2 separate regions of the Macaca mulatta genome follow, and region 2 is linked to region 1. A link is a contact called in public Hi-C data. All regions are on one chromosome and are shown on one strand. The core of a region is the stretch at or near the end of the contact, and the rest is flanking DNA. Distances in the headings are between cores, read along the strand shown.

Region 1 (6,336 bases), core at 262-2,761:
TGGCTATATCAGTGCTTTTAATATGATAGCCACTAGCTTCCTGTTACTATTACACCATAAATTAAAATCAGATACAGGCTGGGTGTGGTGGTTCACACCTGTAATCCCGGCACTTTGGGAGGCCGACGCAGGCAGATCACTGGAGGCCAGAAGTTTGAGACCAGCCTGGCCAACATGACAAAACCCTGTCTCTACTAAAAATTAAAAAATTAAACAATTAGCCAGGTGTAGTGGCGCACGCTTGTAATCCCAACTATTCAGGAGGCTTAGGCAGGAGAATCACTTGAACCTGGGAGGCGGAGGTTGCAGCGAGCTGAGATCGCGCCACTGCACTCCAGCCCGGGTGACAGAGCAAGACTCCGTCTCTAAAAAAATAAATAAATAGATACAGTTAAAATACAGTTATTCGGTTGACTAGTCATTGCTTTTTTAAAAAATTGAAATTTATTTTTCTCTTTTCCTTTTTTACTTATTTTTTCCTTTTTTTTTTTTTTTTTTTTTGTAACATCTTGGATACCAAGTGATCAGTGATCAGGCTGAGTGGAGAGAACCAAGCTGAACTCTTTCTCTGCCTTTTAAGGTCTGTAATCTCCATCCATCCATTCATTCATTATGAGCACTTGGTCATCGCCTGTGGTCTTGATGAGCAGTTCTTTGTGTCTTTGATTTTGTCACTGAAAGATTGCATCCTCTTTCCAAATACCTCTAGAAAGCTGTGGGGGCTATCTGTCCGTCACAGCTGAGTATTACCTAGCTTCCACACAGCATTTTATACAATGGTAGAAAGGGACCTTCATCACATCTAGGGTCTCGTTTATACCCACGAAGGAGGTACAGTCTCTGTTGTCCCAATTTCAGGAAAGTGAGAATCAGGAGGCGCAGTGACCGGCTCCAGGTCATGCAGAAGGAACCCCCTCTGACTCCCAGTGCCCTGTTTGTCTTCCGGAGTGCTGGGGCCCGGCGGAGGAAAGTCGCTGGGAGCAAGAAGGGCTGGCAGGGCCCTGAGGGCCGAGATGGGGGTTGAGGTGGGGAGGGCGGGATGCTCCTTCCCTCCTCCGCAAAGGGAACCCTTCTGATTCTGACTCTAGAGCTCCAGAGACCGGATCCGAGACGCGAGTGGAGGTGGAGCTACACTAGCCTGCAGCCCTGAGGGTGTAAAAGGCCCATTAAGATCCAGGTCAAATCAACCTATGGAGTTGCCCCCCAGAGGGTCCAGTGTCCCCACAACTTGACGGGGATACTCAGCCGTCTCCTCCCCAGCTCCAGCACTTCCTCCCAGCCCTCGCGGTCCCTCTTCCCAGCCCCCGGGTCGGTCCCGCCCCAGCCCTCGTCTCCCCCGCCCCCGGAGGCTGGACTCTGCCCCCGCCCCGCCTGCCCCTCCCTCCCGGGGGCGGTGGCCCGTGGCGGGCGCAACCATTGGCTGCGGCGAGAGCGAGGGCCGGGGCTGGCGGCGCTGATTGGCCAGGACGCTCGGCGGAGCCAGGGAGTCCAGCGAGTCGCTGGGGGAAGCCGAGCAGACACACAGCGCGGCCGGAACTCGGGGCGCGCATCCCGCAAGTCGGAACCCGGCGGTTCGGATTCCGCGGAACGGAGCCGGGGCCTGGAGGTGAGCGCGAGGCGCCGGGTGGCTTGGGACGGGCCCTTCCGAGGAGAGCCGAGAGGAGGTCCTTCTGCCCTGCCCCCAGGGAGCAAAACCTGGGCATCTTCTCCTAAGAAACGGAGCCCGCATCTTCCCAAGGCGCGAGGCCCCTCCCCCAAAAAGACAGGAACTCCTACCACCCAGAGAGCAAAATACCTTCCTTTCTCCTTCAGAAATGGGCCCTTCCTCCTGGCTCCAGCTCTAGACAGAAGTCCTCTCCCTCTTACCCCTTGAAATAGAATGTGGCCCCTAAAAGTGGTCCCCAGGTCTCTAGAGCCCCCTCACCTCTTGGGAGACTGATGCCCCTTCCCCTTCCCCATCCTTAAAAAACTAAGTTTGGGTGTCTTGCTTCTCCCCTCTCTTTCGGAATAATGGGAGTCTTCTCAGCTCATAAATGACAGTGACCTCCCCCTCCATGAAAAATGGAAGCTCTCCCCCCATCATAAGACAAGGAAATCCCGGAGCAGAGACCTGCAAGTCACCCTCCCACCCCAGATACTGAGCTCTGGAGAGATAGATGATTCACCCTTAGCCCTGCCGGAGACCCCTCCCTACCCGTCAGAGAGGCAGGGTGGCCTCTGATACCACCACATTAAAGGCTTTTGGGGATTTCCCCTGTCCTCCCCAGTAAAGATGTAAAATGAGGGATCTTCATACTCAGGAGCAGGGCAAAGGTCTGGCCACCCCTCCAAGTCATCCACCTCCCTCCACTCCTCCCAAGCCCTTTCACACAAACCCCAACCTAGTAACGCCCTGCGCCATCTTCCCACTGCTCCCAATCCCATCCTTCTCTACCTCACCCCAGCTCCACTCCCACACCTGGCTGCCCCACCTATTTCACATCCTCTCACCTTTCCTCACCCACCCTGGCCAAGGTAAGACCAGGGGGGGATTCAGTGAGATTTAGTAAGACTGGAGCTCTTGAAACTGGGATCCGGGGCCTAGAGGCCCTTCCAGGAGTCTTCAAACTCTGACAGCAGAGATGGCCTCTGAGGCAGTAGGACCAGCAGAGACCACCCGACACCTCTCCCCCGCCCCCCACCCCAACACACACACAAAGGGCTGTGTTCAGTGCATCCTCTCTTACAGTCTGAGAGGACTACTGGCCCTCTTCCAAGAGGACCCCCATTTTCCCCCTAAACTCCTGTGCACCCCCTCAAGCTCCTGTGGGCATTGCCTGGTGGAATTCCCTGGGCATTCAGCCAAGAGAGATGGGTGCTACTGGGCCCATCCAATGGGGAGGAGACAGTGTTGGCTTTGCTGCTTTGATGAAGCTAGACTAAGGGACAGGATGTTGGTGACCTGGGGGTGGGGAGGGGGTGGGAAGAGCTCTTCTCTGGTGGGTCAGGTTGGGGGGTAGAAGAGAGGGAGGCAGTGAGTCGTGTCTTGCTCTTTGGAGCCTGTGCTGCGGCGTGGAGTCATAGAGAAATGTGTTTCCTCGAGGCCCAAAGAGATCAGCCCCAGGGAGAGGTAAATGGTCCAGTCTGGAGTCCTAAGACCTAAAAGGGCTTCTACATTGAAGACGTGGCCCCTTCCTTTGACAGTTAAACACACAAAGGCACAAAAGGGGAAGAGACTTGCTCAAGGTCACCCAGCCTGTGGGTGACAACTGGCCCCAACCCCTCCAGGACCCTTAGGGTGCTAGGATCCCTGACACAAGCCCCAGTCCTCACATTTACAATGGGGACTTGGGGACTGCTGGGTCCCAAGTCCCCACTTGTCAGAGGAAGCGCCAAGGCTCTGCGAAGGTCATGAAGCCAGGAAGGGGCAGAGCTGGAACTCAACGTCTGTTCCCCAGCAGGTTGCCTCGGGGAAAGCATTCCTGGGTGTCGGTGCATCCCTGCTTCCCCGTGTGATCTTTGTATTGAGGCCATTGCCAAATCTAGGCTTGCCAAAATCCAAATTGACCCAGGAGAGCTAATAAGATCAGTTGCAGCTAATGAGAATCAGATACTGGAGTGGAGGCTACTGCAGGAACCTCAGTTGCCTAGCTGGCTTTGCTACAAGATCTTTGGACAGGACCTAAGGATGTCACATCCCTTCCCTCCAAGGTCCCCTCCCTCTTAGCCCCTGCCCATGCCCTCTGGCTTTGAGTTCCCTGCACATTGTCTCATCTCTATTCAGAGCCCTGTGTCTTTTCTCCTGGGGCATTGCATGGGAAAAGAGCTGAAATTCTGGCAGATTCTCTAGGACCGTCCCCCTAGGCAGCAGGGACTGGGTCCCTACAAATGAGAGAGTCTGAAGTAGGGGCTCTCTCTGTTTCTGCCCCCACCCAGTTCCCAGCTAAAGGATTGGTTGTTGTACCCCAACTTTGCCAAGGCGAAGTTCAAAGCATGAGGGGAACCACGGTAGAGAGGCGGAGAGGTTGGTCCCTGGAGACCTTTTATCTGGGTCTGGAGCACAAATCTGCCACTTGGTGTCTGATCTTAACCTCTCTGTGACATATCCTTGGGGTAAAATGAGTTAATTCTCATAAAATGTTTAGCGCACAGCAAATGAGCAGAAACAATGATTACACGTGCAAAGTCATAAAATCTCTAATCATGAAGTGGGGAGGTGCTTTTGCCTGAAGGCAAAACTTGTAACCCTTGCTGTAGATAATCTGCCAGGGCTAAGGCGCCTGGGGACTAGGCGATGCCTTCCCAGAGTGACAGTGTAGTATATGGAATGGACCACAGACCCTGAAGCCAGATGGAGCAGAGAGTTGGTCACTGGTAGTGTCTGTCTGTGGAACCTTAGGCAAGTCATTCATGTCTGTGAGCCTCAGTTCCTCATCTTTGAATGAGGTTTGTTGGAGTTGGACATCAGAAAAGAGACAGGTCTAGATGACAGGTTCTCATCTTGGGCACTGTTGACATTTGGGTCGGAGGATTCTTTGTTGTGGGACCCCCCCTGTGTATTGTAGGATATTCAGCAGCACCTCTGGTCCGTACCCACTAGATGCCAGTGACACTCCCCACCCCATGAGTCATGTCCATCAGAAATGTCTGTAGACATTGCCAGATGTGCCCTGGGGAGCAGAATCATCCTTTTCCTTCCTTATTGAAAACTGCTGGTCTAATACATGGCCTTAAACATAGTTAATACTTAATATAAAACAGCTTCCTAGCTGAGGCGGGTGGTAGGCTTGAGCCCAGGAGTTTGAGACCAGCGTGGGCAACATGGCAAAACCCCATCTCTGTAAAGTACAGGAAAAAAAATTAGCTGGGCAAGGTGACATGCCCCTGTAGTCCTAGCAACCTAGGAGGCTGAGGTGGGGGGATTGCGTGAGCCCGGGGAGGTCGAAGCTGCAGTGAGCCGTGATCACACCACTGCACTCCAGCCTGGGTGACAGAGTGAGACCCTGTCTCCAAAAACATAAAAAACAAAATAAAACCAAAAACAGCTTCTTTCTTGCACAGACTCCTTGTTTTGGTTTCCATGTAATGAGGAGAAGGAGATGTGTCTAGCTGCAGAGCCTTCCAATGTTAATAACAGTTTTTAATTTCTCACATTTACACAGGATTTTCTTGTTTGGTTTTTGTCTTCCTTTTCAGTAGAGACAGAGTCGGGTGGTCTCGAACTCCTAGGCTTAAGTGATCCTCCCACCTTGGCTTCCCAAAGCGCTGGGGTTACAGGTGTGAGTTACAGGAATAAACCACAGTGTCCAGCCTACATAGGACCTTATCATCTCCAAAGCACTCTTGTGTCTATGACACTGTTTCTCACTCTACAGATAAGCAAACTAAGCCTCCCAGAGGTTAAAAGACTTGCCTAAGACCGTCACCCGCTTCTCCACCAAGGATCAAAGAAACATCCATGCCAGAAATTGTTTGAGAAACAACTGAGTTCTGGGACCTGTTCAGATTAGTTATCAGGGTCTTTCGAAACTTCAATGGCATGCCCTTCGGTCCAGCAATCCCACTTTGAAAAATCTCGCATAGAAATGCTCACACTTGCACTGACATAACATAAAAATGTCTATGGCAGAGCCTGCATAGGAATACTGCACCAGTATAGGAATGGGTTACAGCATATGCATTCATGTGGGAGAATGAGCAGTCTTTAGAAGAATGAGGTGGATCCACATTCCTGACCTGGAAAGGTTCCTGAGGCATATGATTTAATGAAAAAGATAAAGTCACAGAATCAATATAGCCAGTATGATCCTATTTTTTTTTTAAAGTAAATATGCATGAACATAGATAGTTAGGGAAGTGGAGAATTAAAAGGACCTAGGTAGTATATATGTATGAGAACATATTCATGGGGGAAGAAGAAGAAAATAAATCTCCACCCGCTTCCCATGCATTAAAAATGAGCAAAGTGAGCTGGCCACCTTGGCTCACATTTGTGATCCCAGCACTTTGGGAGGCTGAGGCAGGAGAATCACTTGAGCCCAGGAGTTTGAGGCTGCAGTGAGTTGTGACCGAGCCACTGCACTCCAGCCTGGGCAACAAAGGGAGACTCTAAATAATTAATCACAAAATAAAAATTAAAATGAGTAGAGCACAACCCACAGAAGTTGAGAGACCTGGTCACACCAGAAGTTGCCAGTGGTGAAATTTAGCTTTGAGTTTGCCAATAGTTTTTGGGGCCAAGAGACAGGAATCTGAGGCTCATCTCAGCAGGCCAGGCCTCCTTCCTTACCATGGGAGAATTCCTTTTCTGAGCACCTAGAGGGATCCTGGTATCAGACTGACCTCACCTGAATCCAG
Region 2 (7,123 bases), core at 3,735-6,234, 120 kb after region 1:
AAGGCCATCGTGACCTGGGGGAATGATCTCCACAGAGTTGCGGATGAGGGAGGAAAGGGGAGGGTGGATTAGGCCATCAGCCTTCACAGCAGAGTGATGTGATTCTGTTTTTAAGCATCACTTTGACAGCTGCGAAAATGGACTCCAGTAAAGCAAGGATGGAAGCACAGGATAGAAGCATCGAAGTGAAGGGCCGGGCACGGTGGCTCATACCTGTAATCCCAGCACTTTAGGAGGCCGAGGTAGGTGGATCCCTTGAGTTCAGGAGTTCGGGACCAGACTGGCCAACATGGCAAAACCAAGTCTCTACTAAAAAGAGAAAAATTAGCTGGGTGTGGTGGTGGGTGTCTGTAATCCCAGCTACTCGGGAGGCTGACGCAGGAGAATCGCTTGAACCTGAGAGGCGGAGTCTGCAGTAAGCCAAGATCGCACCACTGCAACCCAGCCTAGGTGACAGAGCGAGACTCCATCTCAAATTAAAAAAAAAAAAGGAAAAATAACCACTGTTGACAAGAATGTTGAGAAACAGGAACCCTTGTCCATTGCTGGTGAGCGTATAAAATGGTACAGCCGCTGTGGAAAAGTGGCAGGTCCTCAAAAATAAACAGAATTACCACAGGATCCAGTAAATCCACTTCTCAGTACGTACCCAAAACAACTGAAAGCAGGGACTCGAACAGATACTTGTATACCAGTGTTCATAGCAATAGCCAAATGTTCATTCATTAACAGTCAAAAGGTGACGACAACTCAAACGTCCAACAGATGAATGGACAAACAAAATGTGGTATATACAGACAATATACACTGCACCCATAAATGTATTTAACCATAAAAAAGAAATAGCACTGACACGTGCTACAACATGGATGCACCTTGAAAACACTACACCAAGTCAAAGAAGCCAGATACAGGCCAGCTGTGCTGGCTCACGCCTATAATCCCAGCACTGTGGGAGGCCGAGGTGGGTGGGATCACTTGAGGTCAGGAATTTGAGACCAGCCTGGCCAACATGGTGAAACCCCCATCTCTACTAAAAATACAAAAATTAGCCAGGCGTGGTGTCAGGCACTTATAATCCCAGCTACTTGGGAGGCTGAGGCAGGAGAATCATTTGAACCGGGGAGGCGGAGGTTGCAGTGAGCAGAGATTGCGCCACCGCTCTCGAGTCTGGGAAACATAGGGAGATTCCATCTCCAAAAAAAGGCCAGATACAAAAGGTCACATATTATATGATTCCATTTATATGAAATATCCAGAATAGGCGGATCCAGAGGGACAGAAAGCAGATTAGTGGTGGCCAAGGGCTGGAAAAAGAAGGAAATTATTGTTCAATAGGTATCTTAGTTCTATTTGGGTTAATGACAACATTCTGGAAATGGATGGTGGTGACGGTTGTACAACATGTTCTGTTCTGTTTGTTTTTGAGATAGTCTTGCTCTGTCGCCCAGGCTGGAATGCAGTGGCGTGATCTCAGCTCACTGCAACCTCTGCCTCCCGGGTTCAAGCTTCTCTAGTCGCTGGGAATACAAGTGCCCACCACCATGCCCAGGTAATTTTTGTACTTTTAGTAGAGACAGGGTTTCGCCATGTTGGCCAGACTGGTCTTGAACTCTTGACTTCAAGTGATCCACACGCCTCAGCCTCCCAAAGTGCTGGCATTACAGGCGTGAGGCACTGCGCCCAGCCTGTACGACACTGTTAATATACTTAATGTCCCTGAATTACACTCTTAAATATGAGTAAAAGGATAAATTTTAGGTGTATCTTGGTACGGTTAAGAAAAATGGAAGGCGTGGCTCCAAGAAAAAGAGGAAATTCTCCAAAGAGGAGCCAGTCAGCAGTGGGCCTGAAGAGGCAGCTGGCAAGAGCAGCTCCAAGAAGAAGAAAAAGTTCCATAAAGCATCCCAGGAAGATTAGAATGCAAATGGACATTCTCTGGGAGGTGGGACACACCATAGCCCAAGGTGACATCTTCCACCCTGTGCCCTGTTCCCCAATAAAAACAAATTCACAAAAAAAAAAAAAGAAAGAAAAATGGAAGGCTACACAATAAAACATTATTATTTTTTGTTTTGTTTTGTTTTGAGAGGGAGTCTCGCTCTGTCGCCCAGGATGGAGTGCAGTGGCGCGATCTCGGCTCATTGCAAGCTCCGCCTCCCAGGTTCATGCCATTCTCCGGCCTCAGCCTCCCGAGTAGCTGGGACTACAGGTGCCTGCCACTACACTCGGCTAATTTTTTTTTGTATTTTTTAGTGGAGACGGGGTTTCACCATTAGCCAGGATGGTCTCGATCTCCTGACCTCGTGATCCACCCGCCTCAGCCTCCCAAAGTGCTGGGATTACAGGTGTGAGCCACCGCGCCCGGCAATAAAACATTCTTATTGACTTTCGAGTGGCAAAATAATAAAGATCATGCCTTCCTTCCTCTTTACTGTGTTACAAATTGCATAATGAACATGTATTATTAATTATGCAGGGCAATGCATATAACTGGCTTTAGTTTATAAAAGAACGTACCAGCATACGGTCCATTAGGCTTTATTACACTGCAGGGCCATCCAAAGCAAGAGCCTCTAGATCTCAGCGTGGTGAACAAATCTCAAATGGGGTTTCGTGCTCACTTGGACGACATCGCTGCTCATCGATGTGTAGTTAACATCCTGGCAGACCTTTCTGCTGCTGGATGTGTGAGGGGCACAGCACAGGGCTCTGGAAGTCCCTGCTGACTGCTCGAAGCCTTTCTCCATGCCAAAACCTCTGACCAAATGCTTAATGCTATCTGCTCTAGGCTGCTGAGTCTGCCACACGTTTGACATTTATTCCCACATCCATCCCACGAAACAAGCAGGGCTTTCCATTTTACAGATGTGAAAACCAAGGTTCAAAGAGACTCAATAACCCACCCCAGGACAAGTGACAGAACTGAGACTTCTGACTCCAAATCCTATGCTCCCCCACCACACCTCTTTGCCTTTCAATTTCACACCAATGGACTGTCTGGGTGACCCTGGCATAGGTTCTTCTAAGAACTGGCTCTTAACAAAAACTTCTGGCCGTTATCTGACTGAATGTCACACACGAGTGCTGTAAGAACTTGCTTAGAGCCTTTTTCCTAAACCTGGACACCAGCTCTTGCCTTGTGAATTTCTTCATCACAAAACACATGTTCCCAGGGGCCCAGGCAAAGTCTCCAAGTACCCAATCCCCTTTCTTCAGCTGTGCCCACACCCTCAGCCTTCCTGTCAATCCAGGTGACCCAGGGTTACCCAGAGGTCCAGGCCCCAGTTGTTTACTTGAACATCTGATGTCTCCCAAACACCTGCGTGAAACGCTCTCTGTCCAGGATGTGTCCATAGCGCAGGGTGACGTAGAAGGTCTGTTTCCCGCTGTACCGCTGGATACGCATGAACATCTCCTGAGGCTGGTCCTTGGTTTCTGTCAGGGGAATCACATCTGCCAGGGGACAGTATGTGTCCTGCCGCCAGCCCCAGAAGCTCAGATGGGCCACCCGCAGCATGGTGCCAGACTCATTCAGATACAGGATACCAACCAGTCTCCGAAAGAAATAGCTCATCCAGCACAGCATGGTCAGGGCAAAGCCCGATATCCCACTCATCAGGCACACGGTGTTGAGAGTCAGGAGGCCCTGGGAATACCAGTAACAGGCTGGTGGCAAAACTACCACTGTCAGGGCAGTCTGTGCCAACTTCAGTCGAGACAGGAACCCAAAGATTCTGATGGCATCAAAACGGTAAAACATCCAGAATTTCTCAGTCTCTTGGTTTGGTGGTTTCTCCTTCGAGGTGGGTGACCTGCTCCCCACCCACCTCTTAGGATCCTCCTGCCCACTGCAGCACCACAACCCATGGAGAGGCCTTTCCCACGCAGCTTTTCCCCGAAATCTAGGCACAACTCGGAGAAGGGCAGCCTGAAAGGGAGACAGTAGACGATTTCTCTCATGGAATTCAACCACATTAATCACACGGTGAACATCTGCAAAGCACCATACTCCAAGGCTTCTGCCAATCCTGCAAGGTCACCATTATTGCCAGAGGAGGGAAGGGTAAAGCCAGATGTTATCTCATGTGGGCATCACAACAGCTATCTAAGATAGTTATCACTATTTCCACTTTACCACTAGGGAAACTAAGCCCAGAGAGGGTAAGATATTTACCAAAGAACACACAGTCAGTGAGTGCAGCAGAGTCCTCCTTCCATCAGGCAATTCCAAAGAAATACAAGAAAGGAGGTGCGGCCATCAATAATTCAAAACATATCTAGGGAGTCCCAACTCTGGGCTGGACAATGGATCCACAAGGGGGTGTGAACATTTCCCCAAGCAGGAAACTGAATAATCAATGTCTTAGTGGGGAACTCAAGCAACAAATCTGTGAGATAGTTATCCCAACAAACTTTCTAATTCTGTTTACGTTATCTTGGGTGCTGGAGGGAACTGCTGCTTTCCCTTAACCTAGTCAGGGGAAGGGGAAACAACGAGGAGGAGGAGGAGCGAGGCAGGGAGGCCCCTACACGTAGCACAAACATATTATTAGGTGGGTAGTGAAGCAGTAAAAGCTCTGGTTCCAATTCTGGCTCCATCAGTCACTACCTGTGGATTCTTGAGCAAATCACTCCACACCCCTGAGCTTCGGTTTCTTCGGCTTTCAAAATGGGGACTCAGAACACAGTGAACGAGAAGATGGTTTCAAAGCCCTCAACTTAGTACCTGATGCGCTGTGAGAGCTCGGCGAGTTTTAGCTATTACTACTGTGAGCACGTGACGCAAGGAGGGCAGAGAAAGCCCGGGAATGGCGAATGGTAACCCACGCCAGAGCTTCCTCCCACGGATTCTTCAGGTCCGAAACTCAGGCGTCGTGCCTGCCTGCCCCAGCTCTGACCCCGACCGACCCCCAAAGAGCATCACCCCCTCAAGGATCGCCACCAGCCTCCTTACCATGGCTCCACAGCCTGCTGCCGGAAGTAAGTCCCACCGGCCCCCGGAACCTCTAAGAGCGCATGCTCGAATGTACAAGGCGGGCGTGATCCGCGTTGCACCCTGGGATTTGCGGTCCAGGAATCGTGGCTGGCGCTAGTCCCAGGCGTTGTGGGAACGGAGTCTCCTCCTCTTCCCGACGTGCCCTGCGGCTCGGGGGCCGAACTCGGAAGTTCCGGGCCGAGTTCCTGATGCCAATGAGTCTTGCGAGGTGCGGTTAGACGCTGGGGACATGGCAGCTCCTGGCCCAGCGCTCTGCCTCTTCGACGTGGATGGGACCCTCACCGCCCCGCGGCAGGTAAGTGGCGCCCGGCGGGCTGGTGGCAGCCGACTCAGAGTCCGTGCTGTTCCCAGTTGGAGCTATCGACTACCCAGGGTCGGCGCCAAGGGCTGGCTAAGGACCGCCTGCGTCCTCACGGGGGCTGGACCCTATTCTAGGTGCCCTGGAGGGATGAGAGGGAGGCCCTAACCAGCTCTTCAAGAGCTCTGATGCTTGGAAAGATGAGACGGGGCTGAAGAACTCTTAAGAGAAGGAAACTTATGCTTGGTTGGAAAATGCAATCTGGACTCACCGCTAGTCCTCGGGACCGATGGACCAGGATTTGAACCCGACATCAGCTGTGTGCCCCTTATCAGCTGTTTGCCGGCCTCAATCCTGTAACCAATGGGCTGTGCCGTGAGTCATTATATTAAAAACAGGTTTCCAGGTGAAATCGACCTAGTGGAGTCTCATCTTCACCTCTTCACAGCTGTGTGACCTTGAGCAAGTCATTAACCTTTCTGAGCCTCAGCATCTACAGCTTTAAATGGGGATATTACGTGTTCCATATGGTGACTGTGAGGATCAAATGAGATTGTGTAAGTTCTTGAAAGTATGTTGCACACAGCACACTAGGCCTCAGTAAATAGTAACCACCTCCACCACACCCATCTCCAGCCCCTGCAGTGGACTAGGAAGATGGAGGAGCCCTAGGTTATTACAGGCTGCCCGCTGAGAGCCTCTTTGGGCCTTTCGAAACTTGCTTTCCACTTCCAGATTTTGCTGCTACAGGCACAGATAAGTTTCAGTCACTATCAGCCTTGAGATGAGGCTTTCCTGTCCCCTTTTCAGAAATTGGCCACTGACAACCGGCCATTTCAACTTGAGAGTGGACCCCAATGGTCTCACTATCCTCAACTAATATCCTCACCCCTCGTAGTCTTCGCTTGGTGGTAACAATGGTGTGCTCCAGAAAGCCACGTGAAATGCGTGTGACCTTAGACGTATCATTTTGCCCTTGTCAGCCACAGGTTTGATCTACCTAGTGATGACACTCAACTCCCAAGTTCTTCAAAGGCTTTTTCTGATTCTGAAATTCAGCTATCACACACTTGGGGTTGTTAAAAGCCCATAGTGGTCTAATACTCCGGTCCCCAATTCATTTTTTGTAAAGGGCCATATAGCATATACTTTTGTCTTTGCAGACCATATGGTCTATAGTAGCCACTGAACTTTAGTACAAAACCAGCCATAAACCCTATGTAAACACAGAGTGGCTGTGTACCGGTAAAACTGTATTTATTTGTTACAGAAACAAACAGCTGCCCAGTGTGGTCTGTGGGCCATAGCGGTCTAGGGTTTACATTGCCAACCCTTTTTCATGATTTCGCTGGACCCTCTCAACCTTCCTTCATCTTTCTTTCCAGGTAGGATAGTTGTTATTACCTTTTTAAACATAAGGAAACACACTCAGTGAAGAACTAACCTCCTCAGTTTCACACAGCCGACCTGGTACAAGCCCCTGAGCCTCAGGACATTGGTTCCTGTCAAGTTTGCCATTTCCTATCTGTGCTAAGGTGGAAGCTGTCCTAGTTACTAGGTATGCCATTCAGGAAAGTGCTTCTGATCTGATTTTCACAGTTCTGACTCTTCTTTTTTTTTTTTTTTTTTTTGAGACAGAGTCTCACTCTGTCGCCAGGCTAGAGTGTAGTGGTGCAATCTCAGTTCACTGCAACCTCCGCCTCCCAGGTTCAAGCGATTCTCCTGCCTCAGGCACCTGAGTAGCTGGGACTTAAGGCGCCCGCCACCACGCCTGGCTAATTTTTGTATTTTCAGTAGAGACAGGGTTTCACCATGTTGGCCAGGAT

Evidence for each region. A called contact is a pair of places that touch in the nucleus more often than the background predicts.
Region 2: a contact with region 1 is called in a Hi-C map of liver, with 2.4 times the contacts expected there. The contact joins the promoter of TMEM186 here to the promoter of ABAT in region 1. A contact is called at or near these places in 5 of 14 Hi-C or Micro-C datasets (blood, cortical neurons, fetal cortex germinal zone and 2 more).

What each region holds. Positions count from the first base shown.
Region 1 is chr20:9,904,657-9,910,992 of T2T-MMU8v2.0, forward strand. It overlaps ABAT (4-aminobutyrate aminotransferase), which reads left to right and starts at 1,512. Exons shown (of 17, transcript XM_077984771.1): 1 at 1,512-1,606.
Region 2 is chr20:10,019,276-10,026,398 of T2T-MMU8v2.0, forward strand. It overlaps TMEM186 (transmembrane protein 186), which reads right to left and starts at 4,985. Exons shown (of 2, transcript XM_001103641.5): 1 at 4,958-4,985; 2 at 2,526-3,931. The coding sequence starts at 4,960. The coding sequence ends at 3,293. PMM2 (phosphomannomutase 2) reads left to right here and starts at 5,177. Exons shown (of 8, transcript NM_001257433.1): 1 at 5,177-5,294. The coding sequence starts at 5,229.